Linked DNA regions of Sus scrofa: region 2 is linked to region 1. The links are chromatin contacts, called in public HiChIP or PLAC-seq maps. All regions are on one chromosome and are shown on one strand. Each heading gives the region's core, a stretch centred on a gene start, on an enhancer-like site or on the middle of the called end of the contact. The rest is flanking DNA. Distances are from core to core; before and after follow the strand shown. Region 1 holds the start of PRR13 (proline rich 13). Region 2 holds the start of ATF7 (cyclic AMP-dependent transcription factor ATF-7).

Region 1 (5,490 bases), core at 2,892-5,391:
TGAAACCATCCTAAATCACTGGATAGAATTTAAAATACTGCATTCTTTTTTTTTTTTTTTTTTTTTTTTTTGCCTTATCTAGGGCCGCTCCCTACACCAGAGCCACAGCAACGTGGGATGCGGGATCCGAGCCACGTCAGTGACCTACACCGCAGCTCACGGCAACACCAGATCCTTAACTCACTGAGCAAGGGCAGGGACCGAACCCGCAACCTCATGATTCCTAGTCGGATTCGTTAACCACTGCGCCACGACGGGAACTCCTAACATACTGCATTCTTAGCAAGTTTCCAACTTTCTTTACCTGAGCCAATGCCTAGGCAAGGAATCAATTATAGGCACAAGCATAGTATAGTGCTAGGAAAAACAGCTGCTACCTTATATAGTATGGATCAGCTGCATGATTAGGACAGCTCCTAGTGGCTACGAAATTAACAAAAGTGAGTAGAATCAGCAGCTGTGTGTGCATGGATCTCTATTTCTTCCTAAGCCCGGACTAGGAGAAAGTGAAGAAGGTGGGAGAGAAGGTTGGGAGAGTCCTAGTCCGAAGGTTCATTACATGCATGCTCCCATTAACAACTGTCATCCAGGATTTCCCATCGTGGAGGGATCCAGGATCCGGCGTTGCCGTGAGCTGTGGTGTAGGTTGCAGAGGCAGCTCAGATCCCACGTTGCTGAGGCTCTGGCATAGGCTGGTGGCTCCAGCTCCGATTCGACCCCTAGCCTGGGAATCTCCACATGCCGAGGGAGCAGCCCCAGAAAAGACAAAACAAACAAACCAAACCAAAAAAACTGTCACCCAAAACTTTTTTTTTTTTTTGTCTTTTCTAGGGCGGCACCCGCGGCATATGGAGGTTCCCAGGCCAGTGGTCTAATCGGAGCTGCAGCTGCCAGCCTACACCACCAGATCCAAGCTGCATGTGACCTACACCACAGCTCATGGCAAAGCAGGATCCTCAACCTACTGAGCGAGGCCAGGGATGGAACCCGCAACGTAATGGTTCCTAGTCGGATTCGTTAACCACTGTGCCACGATGGGAACTCCATCCAAAACATTTTTTAATCTCTCCATTCAATCTCACCTTTCCTTCTCCTCAGACTTCTACCAAAGATCCAGAACCAGGACTAGCACCCAAAGCCATACATAAGGCAAAAAAATTTGCTAAGCAGGAGTTCCTGTAGTGGCGCAGTGGTTAACGAATCCGACTAGGAACCATGAGGTTGAGGGTTCGGTCCCTGCCCTTGCTCAGTGGGTTAATGATCCGGCGTTGCCGTGAGCTATGGTGTAAGTTGCAGACTTGGCTCAGATCCCGCGTTGTTGTGGCTCTGGCGTAGGCCAGTGGCTACAGCTCCGATTCAACCCCTAGCCTGGGAACCTCCAAATGCCGCGGAAGCGGCCCAAGAAGTAGCAACAACAACAAAAAAGACAAAAAGACAAAAAAAAAAAAAAAAAAAAAAAAAATTTGCTAAGCAGAAAAATGTAAATTAAGGCCTCCTTAAGATCAAGGTTGCCCTAAAAATTAAAAAAAAAAAAAAAGAAGAAGAAGGGGGAAAAAAGGGAGTTCCTGTTGTGACTCAGCAGTAACAAACCCAACTAGAATCCATGAGGATTCGGGCTCAATCCCTGGCCTCACTCAGTGGGTTAGGGATCCAGCGTTGCTGTGAGCTGCGCTGTAGGCTGCAGACACCACTTGCACCTAGCATGGCTGTGGCTGTGGTGCCTGATTCAACCCCTAGCCTGGGAACTTCCATATGCCTCAGGTGTGGCCCTAAAAATTTTTTTTAAATATCTCAAGGTTGGTTCAATTCTTCCAGAGTTGGTTCTGAGAGCTACTTTTACTACTTGGTCCTGAGAGCTACTTGCTAATTTACACTCCTCTGGCATGAAGATACTTAGCCTGAGACTGAGCACGAAATTGAGGGTTTTATTGGAGCCTGAGTCACTGACTGCTCTTGTCCTCAGTTTCCCTGCTGGACAAGAAGACCTACGTAATTAATACAACAAGCTGAGAACAGTGAAGGAGAGAAAGAAATTCCAGGAACTAGGACCAGATTATTATCTATCATTACATAAGACTTTGCTTGGCCAAAGGTCTTGACATTTGACCACCTCAGTGGGTGTGTCCCACTTGCCAGAACAAGCATGGGGGTGGGGAGGCCAAAGCTCTGGGAAAAGAAAGGCAAAAAAGAAAAGCACCTGATTCTGATAGCCATTCTAAGGCTCAACATAGCCCCTGGCAGACAGAAGGCCCAATTAGCCTAATAATTATTTTCAAGATTATTAAATTCTTCGCAGTGGGAATCCTTTACAAAAAGGAAGCACCATCTGCCAGAGTAACACAATGCCCTGTCCCAAGTCCTCAGACTGTGAATCCCCATTCCTTGTCCCTGCCACCTACCTCTCTTCCCACCTCCAGCCACCCTAGTCCTTCTGAGGGGGCACCTCTTCCTAGCCAGGCTCCAGAGGGCACTGACCTTGCCATGCTTGTGGTGTTTGTGCTTCTTTTTATGAGCTTTCTTCATTTTCTTCTTCATCTTCTTGTCCATCACCATGCCTGGTCCTACCATGCCAGGAGCCAATGGATTCACAGGTGGCATGCAAGGGGCAGGTGGTGGGTAGGGACCTGAGGGCTGGCATCCTGGATGCCCTGGCTGTGGCACAGGATAACAAGGCCCGCCAGGGGGAAAAGCTGGATTCCCCTGGGGCACTCCTGGAGGAGTGGGAAGGGGGCCTGGAGGAAAGGGAGGGTTGGCAGATGGTGGATGGGTAGGATGGCAACCTCCAGGGTATCCAACGTTAGGCGGGTAAGGATTTGGCCCTGGCTGCCCTGGTGGAAAAAGCAAAGAATAAATTTAAGATTAGAACTGCCCAGAGCTTCTGACAACAAACAACAAAAAGAAGGGGATTCCATTTTTCACTCAATACTTAAAGGAAAATGGAGGAGTTCCTGTAGTGGCTCAGTGGTTAACGAATCCCACTAGGAACCATGAGGTTGTGGGTTCGATCCCTGGCCTCGCTCAGTGGGTTAAGGAACTGCAGTGAACTGTGGTGTAGGTCGCAGACGCGGCTCGGATCCCGCGTTGCTGTGGCTGTGGCGCAGTTGCAGCTACAGCTCCGATTGGACCGCTAGCCTGGGAACCTCCATATGCCGCAGGTGTGGCCCTAGGGGGGAAAAAATGTAAAGCTGAAGAAAGAGGAGCATGGAGGGGAGGGGAGACAAACCTATACAAGAGAAAGAAAAGGTAACGTTCCCTGGAGACAGTGAACTCTGGGGGAAGACACTGGGCAGCTATGGACTTTGCTTTTTTGTAGGTTAGGGCAGAGGTGGAGGAGAAACGGACACAAACTTCCTGTTGTGGCCCATCCGAAAAGGGACTGGGGCAGGAGAAGAGATTCTCCCCAAACACTTACCGGCATTGGGATTCCACATGTTCAGGGGTTTTCACCAGCCTGAGGAGAAAGAAATGAAGGTTAAAAGCTGACGGCCCAGAAGTGGGTGGGTGATTTAGACACCAAGCCCAACTTCAACGCCTCCTGCCCCACTGTAGGCTCCCAGGGAACTAACAGGTTCGCTACATAAGAAATGTCTCCTTCCACCCGCTCCTTCGCCCCCAATACCTAGTTTCCCTCCACCTTCCACTCGCTCTGGCTGCGGATTCTAACTCCTCGGGAGAGGGGCTGAGTGCGCGAATCTCGCTATCCCCATCACTCCTCTCCCTTTCCTTGACCGAGCCCGGAAGACTTTAACCACCATAGGCTGCGGAGGGATCTGAAACAACTTCACCATCCCCAAGGATGGGTGACGGGAGACAGGACCCCGCACCCCAGGCTAACAGAAGGACCTGCCTGGAGGCGAAAGGAGGTAAGGCAGCTCAGGAAAGATCCTCAAACGCTTATATAGTTAGACACACCCTCTTACCCTTTAAAAAAGGCAAGTGGAGACCCCGGCTCCCCAGCAACGAAGGGGCGTCTCACCCAGGAATGGAGAAAGAAAGGAACAGAATACTGACGTCCCGTCAGCTTTATACCACCGCCTGGGCGGAGGCGTCCTCCGCAGCCTCCACTCTCACTTCCCGATCACCCTCTCACGTTAGGCTTTGGCATCCGCCTCTGCTGCCTCCGAATTGGTAATATAACAACATTGGGCTTTAGGATTGGAGAACATGCTCGTCAATCACTCTAGTCCCCACTAGGCTAAAAGGCAATGGTTGCAGTGGGGGCGGAGCTGGGCGCTCTGGGGTGAGGCCGGTGCAGAGGGCGAGCGGGCCGGAAATGCCTGGGGGCGGGGCTATGGGTGGGCGGGGCCAGCTTCAGAGCAAGTTCGTGAGTACCTAGAGGAAATTCAACCCTTGACCTCTGAGCTCTTAGTCCAGTGGGTGCCACACCTTATAAAGTAAATATACCATGATAAATGTTGTACAGATATATATACACAGCTTAAGGAAGGGCGGGGAGCTGCCGATATTCACCCTAAAACTCAATATTGCCGCCTCTGTCAGCGTCCATAGAAAGTAAAGAAACATTCTTGGGAGAAATACAGAGATTTCTAATCTCTCCTAGGATTCCCTGTATCAACTACATAGCTCCGCCATCTGTCGAATTGCACAAAGCAGAAACGCCGGAGGTGATCCTTGATGGCTCTCTCCTTCACCTTCCCCTCTTCCCGCTCCAGCATCGGGAAGGGTCCGTTTGTTTCACGAATAAATCTGAAATTTCTCTACTTCTCTTCAATCTTCTCTGCTTCCAGCCTACCATCATATCTCAACGGGAATGCTGCAATGGCCTCTTCTTCTTTTTTTTTTTTTTTTTTTTTGGCCTCATTCACCACATATGGAAGTTCCCAAGCCAGGAGTCAACACTTGCCATAGCAGTGACCCAAGCTGCTGCAGTGACAACCTGGGATCCTTAACCTCCTGTGCCACAAGGGAACTCCATTCTTTTTTCTGAAGGAAGTACTAAATAATATGCCACTATTTGGATATTCCACATTTAGTTTATCCATTCATTAACTGATGGACATTTGAATTGTTTTTATGTTTTGCCTATTATGAATATTGCTGCTATGAACATTCGTGTACAAGTTTGTGCATAATCATAGGTGTGACCGTGTTTTCTTTTTTTATTTCAGCATAGAAATTTATTTAAATTCGAAATTACATGGTTAGGAGTTCCTGCACGGTTCACTGGGTTAAGAACTGGACTACTGGAGTTCCCGTCGTGGCTCCGTGGTTAACGAATCTGACTAGAAACCATGAGGTTGTGGGTTCGATCCCCGGCTTTGCTCAGTGGGTTAAGGATCCAGCATTGCCATGAGCTGTGGTGTAGGTCTCAGATACAGCTCGGATCCCACGTTGCTGTGGCTCTGGCATAGGCTGGTGGCTACAGCTCCCATTCAACCCCTAGCCTGGGACCCTCCATATGCCGTGGGAGCGGCCCAGGAAATGGCAAAAAGACAAAAAAAAAAAAAAAAAAAAAAAAAAAGAACTGGA
Region 2 (5,947 bases), core at 2,281-4,780, 180 kb before region 1:
AGCCATTAGGGAAATGTAAATCAAAGCCACAATGAGGGAGTTCCCGTCAGGGCTCAGCGGTTAACGAATCTGACTAGCATCCATGAGGACGCGTGTTCGATCCCTGGACTCACTCAGTGGGTTAAGGATCTGGAGTTGCTGTGAGCTGTGGTGTAGGTCACAGATACAGCTTGGACCCTGCGTTGCTATGGCTCCAGCGTGGGCCAGCTGCTACAGCTCCTATTGGACCCCTAGCCTTGGAACCTCCATATGCCTCGAGTGCAGCCCTAGAAAGACCAAAAACAAACAAACAAACAAACAAAAAAACCCCACAATGAGATACCATTCCATATCCACTAGGATGGCTAGAATCAGAAAAATGGTTAATGAAAGTGTTGGTGTGAGGATGTGGAGAAATTGGAAATTTGGAATCTATTGCTGGTAGGAATGTAAAAAGATGCAAATGCTTTGGAAAACAGTTTGGCAGTTTCTCAAAAAATTAAACATAGTGGAGTTTCCTTTGTGGCTCAGCGGTTAACGAACCTGACTAGGCTCCATGAGGACACAGGTTCTATCCCTGGCCTCACTCAGTGGGTTAAGGATTCGGCGTTGCTGTGGCTGTGGCATAGGCTGGCAGCTACAGCTCTGATTCGACTCCTAGCCTGGGAACCTCCATATGCCCCGGGTGCGGCTCTAGAATAGCAAAAAAAACAAAAAAAAATTAAACATAGACTTAACCATATGACTCAGTAGGTCCATTCTTTGGTATATATCATGAACTTTAAAACAACCATGTAAAAAACTTGTAAATAGACATTCAAAGTAACATTATTCCTAGTAGCCCCAAAATGGGAACAACACAAATGTCCATCAAAAATTGAATATCCATTCAATATCCATCACATTGAATGGATATTCATTGTCCATTGAATGGACATCCATTGAATGCTCATCACAAATGTCCATAAACAAAAATTGAATATCCATTCAATAGAATATTATTCAGGTATAAAAGGAATATAATACTGATTGATACATATTACAACGTGAATGAACCTTGAAAACATGGTAAGTGAAAGAAGCCACAAAAGGCTGCATATTATATTATTCCATTTATATAAAATATAACAGGCAATGCCACAAAGTAGACTTGTGGTTGCCAGGGTTTGGTGGCGGTAAATAGGGAGGGATTGCTTGTAAGTGTGGATTTCTTCAGGGGGGTGATGAAAATGTTCTGGAATTAGATATTGGTGTTAGTTGCATAACTTTGTGAATATACTAAAATCACTGAATTGTACACTTAAAAATGAATTTGGAGTTCCCATCATGGCTCAGTGGTAACAAACCCAACTAGTATCCATGAAGACTCAGGTTAGATCCCTGGCCTTGCTTAGTGGGTTAAGGATCTGGTGTTGCAGTGAGCTTCGGTGTAGGTCATAGACATGGCTCTGATCTGGTGTTGCTGTGGCTGTGGCCGTGGCCGGCAGCGGCAGCTCCGATTAGACACTTAGCATGGGAAATTCCATATGCCCTGGGTGTGGCCCTAAAAAAAAAAAAAAAAAAGACAGATTTTTATGGTATGTGAATTATATCACAATAAAAAAATACAACTGGAACAATTTAGATAACTTTTACTAAGGGAAGATTAGGGAAGGGGCACAGGTGGGAGAAAAGGGAAGTTTGCTTTGGATATTATAAGTTTGAAATACCGATTAGACATCAAATGGATCTATTATGCAGGCAGCTGGAGATATTAGTCTTCATTTCAGGGGAGAGATACAGATTGGAGATATAAATTTGAGGAAAAATGAATTAGTACATGTAAAACAGAATAGTGCATGGAACATACTAAAATCAATAAATTTAGCTATTATATTTATTATTTTGTATGTATAGAATAATAGTCAATTGGACTAGCACAATTTGTAGAATTTCTTTCTCCCTGATTTGTAATGCCACTGCTGTTATATAGAAATCTCCCATACATACTGAGGGTCTGCTGCTATCATTGTATTTTTTTTTTTGTTTTTTTCTTTTTGGCTGCCCCATGGCTTACGGAGATCCCAGGCCAGGGGTCAGATCACAGCTGCAGTCATGACCTAAGCCACAGCTTAGTATCCCAAGCTCTACTAAAACACCGCCAATCCCTTTGCGCCACAGCGGGAACTCCTATCATTGTATTCTTTTAAGTAGAAATTGTTTTAGGAGAGAGTAGATTGGCAACCAGGACCCCTCTCAGCTTTTCTCAATTCACTTCGCAAGAACATAGGTGATTGTACGCTGCTCTTTCACTTTTGTTACCTAGGGAGAAATCACCTGGATTCTTTCTACCTTTCAGAGGCTGTGAAGACAGATGAGATCCTAGGCAGGAAGTTTAGAAAGCTGATATAAAACTGCAAAAGGAAGCTTCCTGAGAGAGATTCCAGAGGTAACATTTTGAGTCAACCATCCTTATAATTACAATAATGTTTTTAAAGTATTTCTCGGGGAGTTCCCATCGTGGCTTAGTGGTTAATGAATCTGACTAGGAACCATGAGGTTGTGGGTTCCATCCCTGACCTTGCTCATTGGGTTAAGGATCCGGTGTTGCTATGAGCTGTGGTGTAGGTTGCAGACGTGGCTCTGGCGTAGGCAGGCGGCTACAGCTCTGATTAGACCCCTAGCCTGGGAACCTTCATAAGCCGCACGTGCAGCCCTAGAAAAAGACAAAAAAAAAAAAGTTTTTCTTGGAGTTCCCATTGTGGCAAAGCAGAAATGAGTCCGACTAGTATCCTTGAGGATGCAGGTTCAATCTCCAGCCTCAACTGGTCTGGGATCCAGTGTAGCCATGAGTTGTGGTAGGTAGGTCGCAGACGCAGCTCGGATCCTGAGTTGCTATGGCTGTGGTGGTGGCTGGCAGCTGTAGCTCTGATTAGACCCCAAGCCTGGGAATCTCCACAGGCTGCAGGTGCAGCCTTAAAAAAATAAAACTAAAAAATCAAGGTTTTTTTTTTAGTTGTAAATACCACATAACAAAATTTACCACCTTAGTAACCATATGAGAAATTTTTAAATGGTCTTTGCATTTGATGTTTCACCCAAAATCTTCCGAAGGCTGTCTCCTTCTCATAGTTCAATTCTTCAAGGAAGTGATAATTCTGAAGGCCTGCATTTTGTAAAAAGTCTCCAATTCCTGTGGTTGAACTTTTGGTAGAAGTTCTCCACTGCCATAAACAGTCACACACAGAGCAGATTATGGCCACAGTTATGCTACTCTAAGTGCAAAGAAGAAAATGCAACTACTCAACTGTTTGGAATCTTGTATAGCTGTCTCAGTTTTTCCCCTTTTTTAACAGCTTTATTGAGGTATAATCTCCTCTCGTTTTTAAAGTGCGCTCCTTTAAGATGATCTCATTCTGTAGAATGAGAACCTTTGAATCTCCAGTACTACAGGCACCTGTAAGGATTCCCTTTCCTTCTTTTTCTTTTCTCCCTTACACTAGGCAGCCGAACACGTGTAACCACCGCCTAGAGAACTTGTTCAGCCTCCCTACCTAGCCCTGCCCACTCAAAGTCCAGCCCCTTCTTTTTTCGGAGGCCAGTCCCTCGGCCGCTTTCCAATTCAGGCCCAACAAATCTCGCCCTTCCTCCAACCCCCTCTCAACATCTCGCGAGAAGTGCGCGCGCCTGGCCGGACGAGAGGAAAGTATCTGCTCCGCTGAGGGGGGGGAAGAAGGAGCTGGAGGTAGATTGTGAGACGAAGCGCAGGCGGGCAGGAGGCGACGGAGCTACCAACGGGTAAGTCCTGTTAACATTAACTAGTCCATGAGCTGACGGGACTCTCCCCCTCAACTCTGGCCTGTCCCAGTGTCCCAGGCCGGGATCTCCCCTCCCAGTGTGTGTTGGACGGGGGCGCTGAGGCGGTGGCCGGGCCCTGTCTGAGGAAGAGGGTGGGGCGTGGGCTAAGGCCGACCAATAAAAGAGAAGGAGGCTACGATTGGCGGCGATGAGCACTAATAGGAGATCGTCTTTACCTTGCGGAGTGCCGCCCCCTTCTCTCTTTCCTCCCGCCTCCTTCCTTTGGGGGGGGAAGGCGGGGCCAGAGGCCTGAAGTGTGGGGAGAACTTGGGGTAAGTAGCCCCGGGGGGCGCAGGGCGTGGCAATGAGAGGGGAGTTGAATCCTGAGGGAATGGAAGTCTAGTGGAGGCTGGAATGGGGTGGAATGGGAGGAAGGGGTGGGGTACTAAATTGGTTGAAGACCCAGGGTTTCTTCCAAGAGTGGGGTTAGAGGCTTGGCATTGGAAGCGGCAAGGGTAATAGGCAGGAGGTAGGGATGAGTAGGTGAAAACATGGTACTTGGTTTGGCTGGAAAGATAGAGGTAAATCATTGGAAGTGAGAGCACGGCATTTCGACTGAATTATAAAAAAGAGTATTAGGGACATGATAGCAGGAAAAAAGTGGATATGGAGAAAATTAAGTGAGTGAGTTTGGGAAGACTTAATAGTGGTGTGTTAATGGCCAAAAGGCATCACTTTAGAGAGGGTATGGGGGAATCCAGAGAAGTAAGGGAGGTGTTTGGTTAGGAGACGGCTGATATATACAAGCGTTTAGCCTAGGTATCAGAAGAAGCCTGGGAAATAGATGTAGGACTTTTGGTGGATATTGCACCCAGTCTCGTGACCAGCCTGCAAGAGAGGTGGGATAGGGGTAGAGAAGGAGAAAAATAGAGCACTTTCATCACTTCTACTCTGATTTCCTTTCTCCCCCTCTTCCTCTTCCCGCACTTCATCTCTTCAACTCAGGGATGGGGGCTTGAGACTTAAGCAGCCAAGTTGGAGCCCCATAGGGAGTTATATGTTGCTCTCAATTGCTTGTTATGTTCTCCGACTGGGGTGTTTACTACCCAGGGCACCTCCTACCCAGATTCCCGCGTTGCTGCTTTACTAACTTTAAAAGTTTGTTTTCTCCTTAACAGAGGGTGTTTTAATATCTCTGAGGGTTGTGTCATAGTAAGTGTAGGTTTGTGGGGGTATGCAGAGCTTTCTCTGAAAGCTCGCTTGAGCCCTGTGTTTAAAAACTTTGCAGTAATGCAAGTTATTCTTGTAGAGACATCGGTCTTTATAGGTATTCTAAGCACAACAAAATATCCTAAATTGAAATTTGTTTTGTCAAATATGTTTCTTACCCACTGATATTCTGGAAGAGTTGCTAAATGGTCGCAGTTTTATTTAGCTTATATATTTTTTAATGGTGTAAATAAAATGCACACATATTTCAGGAAAGTGAAAAAATTTCAGCTTCTTCCTTTGTGTCCAGACTCAGAAGCTAAAGATATGTCATAATATCTTAGGGCAAGGGTTGGGGAAATCAAACACAATTTGTACTTAAACATGGAGGATATAAGGTAAGTGGAGATGATTGCGAAATTTAACATGTCCGTAAGAAAAGAAGCTAAAGGAAAGTTTGGCAGCTATACTAAGTAGTCTTACCAGTTCTTAATTCTATACAGAAAAGGGGCAAGTCTTTGCCCTTTGTTTGATAGTTACATATTATTTAATAATGAACTAATACAGCCAATTAATTAATAATGCCTTTGCTGTTACATAGATTTGTCTTTTACATTTCTTTTCTTCTCCTTTTACTTTTGGAAGCAAAATAACATCTGAAATACCCAAAAAGCTGTTATATGAAGAGAAATCTCAGAGTATGTTGCTTTGTATCATTCACCTTGGGTTTTCAGCAACTATTTGTTCTCCTGGCTAGGAAGTTACCTCTGCAGCACTTTGAAACCAATTAGTTACTGACTTTTTAAGATTAATTACTTAATTGGCTTCCAGAATTTCACATTCAGAGCATTGCTGTTGGACATACAGACATTTTCACAGTTTGCCTGGCAGCAGCTTGCGCATGCACACACCTCCCACCCCCCCAATTCAAGGAGAGAGCCAAGTTCCTTGTTTTATTCTTCCATCCTACAGTTTGTGATGG

The links. HiChIP or PLAC-seq counts read pairs in DNA pulled down with a chosen protein or histone mark.
Region 2: a contact with region 1 is called in an H3K27ac HiChIP or PLAC-seq map of alveolar macrophages. The contact joins the promoter of ATF7 here to the promoter of PRR13 in region 1. A contact is called at or near these places in 1 of 47 Hi-C or Micro-C datasets (heart right ventricle) and 1 of 2 datasets of contacts at active chromatin or transcription factors (alveolar macrophages).

Annotation. Positions count from the first base shown.
Region 1 is chr5:18,659,465-18,664,954 of Sscrofa11.1, reverse strand. It overlaps PRR13 (proline rich 13), which reads right to left and starts at 4,141. Exons shown (of 4, transcript NM_001244511.1): 1 at 3,921-4,141; 2 at 3,413-3,451; 3 at 2,400-2,828. The coding sequence starts at 3,431.
Region 2 is chr5:18,836,253-18,842,199 of Sscrofa11.1, reverse strand. ATF7 (cyclic AMP-dependent transcription factor ATF-7) reads left to right here and starts at 3,530. Exons shown (of 11, transcript XM_013987080.2): 1 at 3,530-3,756.